Linked DNA regions of Capra hircus: region 2 is linked to region 1. Evidence: chromatin contacts called from public Hi-C data. All regions are on one chromosome and are shown on one strand. The core of a region is the stretch at or near the end of the contact, and the rest is flanking DNA. Distances in the headings are between cores, read along the strand shown.

Region 1 (4,877 bases), core at 1,314-3,813:
GAGCTGAGGACAAAGAAAGACTGAGACTCTCTGGGAGATTGGACTCCTTGAGCAAAGTCTGGGGCGAGGGTGGTGGAGAGGGGCAACAGAGCCACTGGACACAGGGTGGCTTGAGTGGGGTTCTGTCCAGTGAAGCCTGTGGTTTTGACTACCTCCACTTTGCTCTGATGGTTGGGCTACCCCCACACAGCAAATTGGGACTTTGCTCATATGTGCACCCCAGTCCTGTGCCTTCCTTGGGTCTCCCACATTCACCCACCCACCCTCCTTGTTTTTCAGAACAAGGCCAGTCAGCCTTCCCATGGCGTCCCCCAACTTTCTCCTCTCTATGACCATTTCAGCAGCCCACACCCCACACCTGTACCAGCTGACATCAGCCAGAAGCAAGGTATGGATCCTGGATGGGAAGGGCCCAACAAGACCCAGAGGAGTGGTGGGGAAAGGGGATCAAGTCCCTGCCTTCTGAGAGCAAGAGGCTAGACCCTTTTTGAAGGCACCAAAGGGTTGGGCAAGATGGTACCAGGTCAAAATTTGAAGGTTTGAGGTTTAGGTAGGAGACTGAATCCTAAGTGGCTAACCAGTGCCAGTATGGGAGTAGGCCTCTGTGTGAAGATGATAAATAGAGAACTTGTAGTCTTTCCCTCCCCACAGTGAGAAAATGGAAAGTGGTGGTTGTGATGGCTGATTCACCTCAGCCTCGGGCAAAGTCATTCTGAAATCAGCCACTGTCTACTGTGGGAAACCTGCTGACTCAACCCTGGGGAGGAGGGGGCAAGAGCAATGGGTGGAGCCCTGGGTCCCTGGGCTCCTGGGCCAAGGGGTCTGCCTCCTGCCCAGAAAGCCAGGCTAGAGACCCCAGCAGAGGCCCCAGTTGGAGATCAGCAATGAGCCAGGGCGTGGCAAGGTTTGGTCTTCCAGTCCTTCATGACTCCAGCTCTGCCACTACCCAGCCACTGTCCACACGCAAGTCACACCAACCATCTGCCCTTGTGCCCACAGTCTGCAGATGGGGCACTCTGATCACACCAGGCTAGTCCTGAAAAGACCAGTATGTCTGGGCCTCTAGCACAGGGACATGGGATCTTGAGGGCCCCACGGGAGGCTCTAGGATGCAGGAACCAGCTGGAGTGGCTTCTAGGTCAGGCTAGCTCACTTACTCTGCCCCTCTCCCCTGCAGGAGTTCACAGGCCTCTGCAGACCCCTGACCTCTCTGGCTTCTACTCTCTGACCTCAGGCAGCATGGGACAGCTCCCCCACACTGTGAGCTGGTAAGTGAGGGCTCAGTGGGAAAGGGGCCCCTTGTGCTGGCTGGACCCATACCCGCCCTTCCACTTTCCTCCTCCACTCTTCTGTGCTGAGCACCTTGCTGCCAGCTCTATACAGGTAACAGGGGTTGGCCAGCGCCTCTAGCCATACCTCAGCCAGCCACACAAACTCCCTTTGGAAAGGCAGGAGACCCAGCCCTGTCGTGCTCCGCCTTAATGTCTGAGACTTGAATGGGGGAACCCTGGGCTGTTTAGGGTCATATGAGTGTGTGAGATAGAAAGGCAGGCCTGAGCAGGGAGGTGGCAGCTTGCAGGGACACAGGAGAGGCCGCTGTTTCTCAGTGGCCTGGCGGACAGGGGGATGCTACCCACTCGTCTCTGTGTCTGCTGCCGGCTGGTCCCCTCCTTGGCAGAGCTGCTCGAAGGTCAGGGTCCGTCTGTGCCCGTATGGTGCCTGCTTCAGTCCAAACTCCTGGCAGCCTGCTTGTAGAGTCCACTAATGCTGGGCCAGGAAAAGCCAGCCTGGATCCTATGCAGCAAATCCAACCATGAGCCAAAGGGCCTGTCTTTGGCTGGAGCAGGGTCTTGGCAGGGTATGTGACCTTTTGCTCATCAAACGCAGTTTGACCGAGGCAGGTCTCTGGCCTCTCTAGGTTGGGACAGTCACCCAAAAGTAGGAAAGGTTAGCTTCCCTGGGCCTGCCTGCCTCTTTCTACTTGTCGTTTATCCACATTCAGCTCACTCTTCCATGTCCAGATTCTCTCTGGATAAAGCTCCACCTTGAATACAAATCAGGACTACCCCCAGGATTGACGTGTGGCAGGCAAGCTCTGGGCACCAGAGAAGCACTGCTGCAGCAGGTTGATCCTCAGGTCCCTGCCCTCTCATATCTCAGTCCACCTTGTGTACAACTCAGACAAGAGGCCAGTTACAAAGCATGGGAGCAGTGCTTTGATTGAGGGCTGTAGAAGCCTGGGGGGACACCTTGTCCAGCTTGGGATTCCCAGGGCTGTTTCAGAAGAAAGGCTGTTTTGGCCAAGTAAGACCTTGACAGATGACCAGGAGTTTGAAGCAAAGTGGGACAGAACAATCCTAAGAGTTAACACTGGGCATGAAGGTCCTATTGGCAGGCATGGAAATATCAAGCCCAAATTTCACAAGATGAGACTGGAGGGGACCCAGGGATCTTCTAAGCTCAGTGCCAGGAGAGTGCTGCCATTTCTGGCCCTTAGACACTAGTAGAAAGGTTAGCTTGCAGAGAGAAAGGTTGCCCTCTGGTGGCAGATGTTTAAAACATACACGAGAGTGGTCCAAGCAGAAGCCAGTTTACCTTATTACACTAGGGGTCAGGCCTGAGCACAGTGGGGAACTCCTTCCTCACATCTGGCCAGTACTCAGACTAACAGTTGGCCAGTAGCCAGACTGCTAACAGCTATCTCTCCCAACCACAGGCCCAGCCCTCCTCTCTACCCCCTGTCCCCTTCCTGCGGATATAGACAGCACTTCCCTGCCCCCACCGCAGCCCCTGGCGCCCCCTACCCCAGGTGAGTCCCCCACCCTGCAGCTAGGCTCCTGCTTCCTGTTGCCCAGGCTTCAGTGCCCACAAGAGGCTATGCCCAGACCAGTGCTTGCCCTCTTGTCGTCTGTCCATCCGTCCGTCTGTCATTCTCCAGCCCCGAGCTGCCCTGTGACTGAGAATGAAGCCAGTGGGAGTGTAGGAGGCTTAAGCCCAAGTCGTACTGTGCAAAGCACCAGAGCAGCCAGAGAGCGTACAGGCACACATGTGCAGGTGTGTGCACACTCACCTCTTGTGCATCCCGAAAAGGGTCAGGACACCTCTCTTGGACATTCCTGGAGCTCTGTCCAAACTGAGGCAGCACCTTTTACATGTCTTAGGGGCTACCTGCTCAGTGACTCCATACTGTACAAGTGGGAACTATGTGTCCATGTGTGTCCTCTCACTTAGCTCACTTCCTCGGAGACAGACCTGTCCAGGCATGGAACAGGTTTGTCAGCAGACACTTCTAGACCTACTGGAGCCGCCAGCCCAGGGTGGGAGGGAGAGATACAGCAGCTATCTGGGTGAAGGGGAAGCCCCAAGGAGACCCAGCCATGTCTGATGGGTCAGGACAAGCTTCATGAGGATAGCTCTTGAGCGAGGGGGACAAAGATAACAGCAATCAGCCGGAGATGGCTGAGGGGCAGGAAGTGATGGGAAATGGGGTGCGGAATGGGTGTGCAATCCCTAGGAAGAAGCCTGGGTTTTATTCTATGAGCAGTAGGGGGAACGGCACTCAAGTGCTGTTATATGGAGGGAGACCTGGAGGGGTCAATGAGGAAAGGAAGCCCACAGGGCAGCTGCAGGTTGAGGCTGAGCTGGTGAGAGCGGGAGGTGAGAAGGGGACAGATTCACAAGTTATTCAGGACGCCAGGAAGCACCTGAATCTGCTGCACATGTAGATTCTCGCAGTGTCTGGGCAGTGCTGGGAGCAGGTGTCTGTATTTCTGTGTCTTGTATGCAGCCAGTGGAGTTGGGTGACCGTTCGCCTGTCCTCGCGTGCTGTGCAGCGGCCTCTGTGTGTCCACAGATCTGGGCCGTGATGCCTGGCTCAGCGTTAACTCTTCTTTTGCCTCTAGGTTCACCCATCCACCCCTGATGCTAGGTTCTGGTGTCCCTGGTCACCCCGCAGCCATCCCCCACCCAGCCATCGTACCCTCTTCAGGGAAGCAGGAGCTGCAGCCCTATGACCGCAGCCTGTGAGTGAACAAACACTTGGGGGCGGGGAGGGAAAATAAGCAGACCCCAGGACACACATTCCTCTCACCAGGGCCAAGCCCTCCCTCCAGGGACTGCCAGATCCCCTGTCAAGCCATCTTGTGGCAGTTTACCACTGACCACTGTTTTTTTGACCCTCAGAAGCAGGAGTGGGATGGATGGAATGGGGAACAAGGATTTAGTTTGAGCCCAGAGAGGAGGGGCTTTCCTTACTTAGCTACAAAATTCCTATAAGGAACAATAGTGAGCTCCGCTCACCTACTCTGGGGCAGCTAAAATAAGATACCATTTACAAAACCCTAGTATATCTACCCAATCACAGACAAAGACAGACAGACACACGGGACACGAGAGGGGCGCATTAGGTGCACACCGTGAGGGCTCCTGAGTGTTCACATGTCCCTCAGGAAAGCTCAAGCAGACTCTAAGGCAGAGAAGGAAGCCAAGAAGCCGACCATCAAGAAGCCCCTCAACGCCTTCATGCTATACATGAAGGAGATGAGAGCCAAAGTCATTGCGGAATGCACGCTCAAGGAGAGTGCTGCCATCAACCAGATCCTGGGCCGTCGGGTGAGGCCGCGGGGGCAAGAGGGCTGGTAGGGATGACTACCCTGACTACCTTCACGCTGAGCAGCCTGCCAACCCTTATGCATCCTCCATCTGCCCCCCTTCCCCACTGCAGTGGCACGCACTGTCCCGGGAAGAGCAGGCCAAGTATTATGAGCTGGCCCGCAAGGAGAGGCAGCTGCACATGCAGCTATACCCAGGCTGGTCGGCGCGGGACAACTACGTGAGTGGCCAGACACACGCAGTAGGGGAGCCTTCTGCATGCCATA
Region 2 (4,877 bases), core at 786-3,285, 93 kb before region 1:
GTCATGTCCAACTCTGTGCAACCCCATAGATGACAGCCCACCAGGCTCCCCCGTCCCTGGGATTCTCCAGGCAAGAACACTGGAGTGGGTTGCCACTTCCTTCTCCAATGCATGAAAGTGAAAAGTGAAAGTGAAGTCGCTCAGTCATGTCTGACTCTTCACAACCCCATGGACTGCAGCCTACCAGGCTCCTCCATTCATGGGATTTTCCAGGCAAGAGTACTGGAGTGGGGTGCCATTACCTTCTCCAAGTTTATAGCCTAGTCCCCTGCAAATAAGAAGTGCAACCACCCTGCTGGAGAGAGAGGCCCAGCTGCCTTCCCACCCCTACTGTCATCCCCAGTAACCATCTCCAGCTCTGCCAAGCTCCCAGCTTAATGCAACCAAAAGCATGACCCCAGGCAACACAATATGGAACAGAGGAACCTCCTAGCTGAGCCACTGCACTGGCGCAGGCTTCGGATGAGTGTGGCTCAGACAATGGCGAGAACAGCAGTGAAGGTGGGGAGACTGGAGAAGGTAGATGAGCCTGTAGGGCTCAGTGATGGAGATGATCCTTCTGGCTGTGTATCGAGGGGCTGATGCTGTCTGTACTGAACTGGGAGCTCTGAGGAGGGTCAGTATAGAAAAGACAGGGAATTTGGGTTTGACTATTGGAGGCGCCAACCAGCATGGGGGAAAGAGAGTCTGAGAAGAGGAGAGAGCAATCAATAAAGTTGACCTGATTTTTTTTTTAACAATTACATCATTAAATATTTAACCAAAATAATAGGAAAATGTGCCATTCCCGCTGACTTCCCTGGTTGCCACACATGCTGGCTGGCCTCATTTGGGGCTTCCCTGACCCAGCCTTGGGCTTCCCTGGTGGCTCAGAGGGTAAAGCATCTGCCTGCAATGCAGGAGACCCAGGTTTGATCCCTGGGTCAGGAAGAAGGAAATGGAGAAGGAAATGGCAACCCACTCCAGTATTCTTGCCTGGAGAATCCCATGGACAAAGGAGCCTGATAGGCTACAGTCCATGGGGTTGCAAAGAGTCAGACACGACTGAGCTACTTCACTTCACTTTGGCCCAGCCATAGGGAGAGGCCCTGAACTGGAGCCCCCACTGGAGCCCACCTGAAGGCAAGTTGCTTCCCTGTGTCCCAGGGCTGGTTGAGCCAAGGGTGCACTCCCAGACACCGACCAACAGGTGGCAGCACATGTCGCGCCAGTCACCAAGAGGCCTCTGAACAACAAATTATCTAAGAAGCTTTCCCTGTGAGACAGGCATCAGTTCAGTTCAGTCGCTCAGTCGTGTCTGACTCTTTGCGACCCCATGAACTGCAGCACACCAGGCCTCCCTGTCTATCACCAACTCCCGGAGTTCACTCAGACTCACGTCCATCGAGTCGGTGATGCCATCCAGCCATCTCATCCTCGGTCGTCCCCTTCTCCTCCTGCTCCCAACCCCTCCCAGCATCAGAGTCTTTCCCAATGAGTCAACTCTTCGCATGAGGTGGCCAAAGTACTGGAGTTTCAGCTTTAGCATCAGTCCTCCCAAAGAACACCCAGGGCTGATCTCCTCTAGAATCGACTGGTTGGATCTCCATGCAGTCCAAGGGACTCTCAAGAGTCTTCTCCAACACCACAGTTCAAAAGCATCAATTCTTCAGCGCTCAGCTTTCTTCACAGTCCAACTCTCACATCCATACATGACCACAGGAGAAACCACAGCCTTGACTAGACTCCCGCATTTACACTGGCAGCTCATCTTCAGACAAAGATTTCAGGCCACTAGGGTGCTGGGCTGGTTTTCTCATCCATCTCCTAGGGCAATCTCCAGGGAGCATCTGGCAACATCCGGAGAGACGTTAAATTGTCTCCACAGGGGAGCATGTGCTTCAGGTGGATGCTGGAGAGAGGCCAAGCCCGCTGCCAAGCATCGTTCACAGGATAGTCCCCACAGCAGGAGTCATCTAGCACAAAGGAGCAACAGTGCCAAAGGTGAGAAAACCAGTTTAATCAGATTCTCAAGAGTGGGTGCCGCAGGAGTTTTCGGACATCCACAGACCAGGGGCCACTGGACTAGGCTGACTCCCAGCCTCCCCTCCCCCAGCAGCCATGAGAGGCCTCTGTTGCCTCCCTCACCTGCGGTCTCCCCTCTCCTCACAGACCTCACCTCTTTCATGCCTCACTCAACAGTTCCTGATCCGCAAGCATGTCCTAGGCACTGTGTCGGCCCTGGAGAGACCGCAGGGGATGGAAGCTCCCTGCCTATTTCACAGAGCTCAGAGGCTGCAGGGACAGACAGCATATTTTCAAATGTAACGAGTGCTATGTGGACACAAACAAGGCATTGAGATACCAAAAACTAGAGGGGCTTCAACCAGCTTTAACCAAGAGGACTGGAAAGGCCTCTGAAAGGTGACAGTTGAAGTCTGAAGAAGGAACCACCCTCTTTTATTGAAAGCAATACTAACATGCATTTCTTTGCATTACTCACCATCTGTCCCCACCCTCTTACTGTAACTGCAGCTATGTTCCTGTTTGTATAATAAATTCATCTCCAGACCTTGACCCTGAACTGCTATAGCATTTCAGCCATCCCTCAAGGATGTATACATTGTGTCATCCTTTTTTTTTTTTTTTCCTTGTTGCTGTGTAGTTTGGTGTTGGTTATTTGTAACAGCATTCAATGTTTCAGAGTGGTGAGAGTTTTCTAAATGGTTCCCCATTTGTTGCTCGTTCATCCTGTGGGAAAAGACATCCTAGTCATCTAATAAGAGTTTCTGGAATCATGGTCAACTCACCTATCTCATCAGCCTGGAGTTGCCCTCCACCTCTCCTCTCCTGCGAGTGTCCACTGAGGTAGGTGGGATGCCCACCATCTTACGGTGGGACAGGACCTTGAGATGGGCAAATGGACCTCACATCAGGGGTCAAGAGGGAACCTTGATAAAGTATGGATTCCTGGGCTCTGCCCCCTTTGCCCAATCTGGATCTCAAGTATAGGTCAGTTTAAAAGGGTTTCTCTGGTGGCTCGGTAGGTAAAGAATCTGCCTACAATGCAGGAGACCCAACCCAGGTTTAATCCCTGGATAAGGAAGATCCTGTGGAGAAGGGAATGGCTACCTACTCCGGGATGCTTGCCTGGAGAATTCCATGGACAGAGGAGCCTGGTGGGCTACAGTCCATAGGATGACAAAGAGTCAGACATGACTGAGTGATTAACATGTTCCCTTTTTTTTTCACTTTTCAGAGGATTTAAAATATGTCCACTTACTCTTTCACAGTCGTTCCTTCGAAAGGTGGATCCTAGGTCTCCTCTCCTTGAATGTGGACCAGAGGAGTTAGTGACTTGCTTCTCATGAAAAAAAAATGCAGTAGCAATGATACCATATGACTTCCAAGGCAGCTCAGAAATGACATCAGAGCTTCCACCCTGCTTTCCCTAGTATCGCTCACTCTGGGAGAAGATGGCTGTGTTATAAGGACACTCAAGTAGCCCTGAAAGAGGCCCACGTTGGGAGGAACTGAGTCCTCCTGCTTACAGCTGTTCTCCTTTGTCTGGGACAGTCCCAGAATTAATTCACACTAAAACTCCACATCCCAGGAAACTTCTTAGACCTGGGCAAGTAGTCCAGTCACCCCAACAGGCAGCATCACCTTTCCAGCCAGTCCTCCAGCCCCAGGCCTGCCACCGCAGCCCTGATCAATATTTCACTGCAACTTCATGAAAGATTCTGAGCCTGTTTACATGGCTGAGTCACTCTTTAACTCTTGACCCCCAGAAATTATGCAAGATAATAAAGGTTGTTTATTATGTCCCAATGCACTGACTGTTGTTTCAAGTCACTACATTGGGGCCAATTTATTAAACAACAATAGATGAGTAATATGCTCAGGACTCTCTATTTCATGACACTCCTGGGTGACATGAGCTGTGAATCAGCATGAGTGAACCATGGATCTGGTCTTATTCCCTAAAGCAGCACTTCCAATAGATCTTTCTCCAAGAGGAAACAGCGGTGCATCTGTGCTGTCCAAAGTGATAGCTACTAGTCAGCTGCAGCTACTGAGCTTAGAAATGTGACTGGTAGATTCAGGGAACTGAATTTTTTAATTTTAATGAATTCAACTTTAAAGAGTACACGTATATAATTTCACTTATAGAACATTCTCAAAATGACAAAATTATGGATTGGAAAGCAGGTTAGTAGTTACCAGGGGTTAGCAATGCTTGGGGAAAGAGTGGTGGGTATGACTATAAAATGGCAACTTGTGAGAGATTTTCATAGCCATGGTAGTTTGGGTCTTTTTTTTTTTTTTGCCTGCACCAGGCCAGTTCTTGGTTGTTTAGTCACTAAGTCATCTCCAACTTTTACAACCCCATGGACTGTAGCCTGCCAGTCTCCACACTCTACAGGATTCTCCAGGCAAGGACACTGCAGCGGGTCGCCATTTCCTTCTCCAGGGGATCTTCCTGACCCAGGGATTGAACCCAGGTCTCCTGCACTGCGGGCAGTTTCTTTACCAACGGAGCCACCGGAGAAGCCCTTAGCTGCGGCATCTTAGTTGCCTCATGTGGGACCTAGATCCCCAACCAGGACGTGGGTCTCCTGCACTGGGAGTGCAGGGTCTTAGCCGCTGGAGCGCCAGGGTAGTCCCAGCCGTGGAGTAGCTCCATCTCTTGATTGTGGTAGTGGTTACATAAACCTACACATGTGAGAAAATGATACAGAGCTACACTCTCATTGTACCAACATCAGTTTCCTGGTCTTGATATTGTACTACAGTAATAGTAGATGCAACCATTGAAAGAAACGGGCAAAGGGTACATGAGACCTCTTTGCAGTGTTTTTGCAACTTCCTGCAAATCTATAATTGTTTCAAAATAA

What was found. A called contact is a pair of places that touch in the nucleus more often than the background predicts.
Region 2: a contact with region 1 is called in a Hi-C map of blood, with 4 times the contacts expected there. The contact joins two enhancer-like sites. A contact is called at or near these places in 3 of 5 Hi-C or Micro-C datasets (all in blood).

Annotation. Positions count from the first base shown.
Region 1 is chr7:64,708,322-64,713,198 of ARS1.2, reverse strand. It overlaps TCF7 (transcription factor 7), which reads left to right. Exons shown (of 12, transcript XR_001918305.1): 4 at 280-388; 5 at 1,178-1,268; 6 at 2,717-2,809; 7 at 3,903-4,022; 8 at 4,449-4,611; 9 at 4,724-4,831. Among named protein-coding and RNA genes, the nearest start is that of SKP1, 23 kb to the right of the region's middle. Within about 2 kb of position 2,563, at least 3 of the 5 cell types and tissues checked have an H3K27ac peak or open chromatin away from gene starts, as enhancers often do.
Region 2 is chr7:64,800,324-64,805,200 of ARS1.2, reverse strand. No RefSeq gene overlaps it. Among named protein-coding and RNA genes, the nearest start is that of VDAC1, 13 kb to the left of the region's middle. Within about 2 kb of position 2,035, at least 1 of the 5 cell types and tissues checked has an H3K27ac peak or open chromatin away from gene starts, as enhancers often do.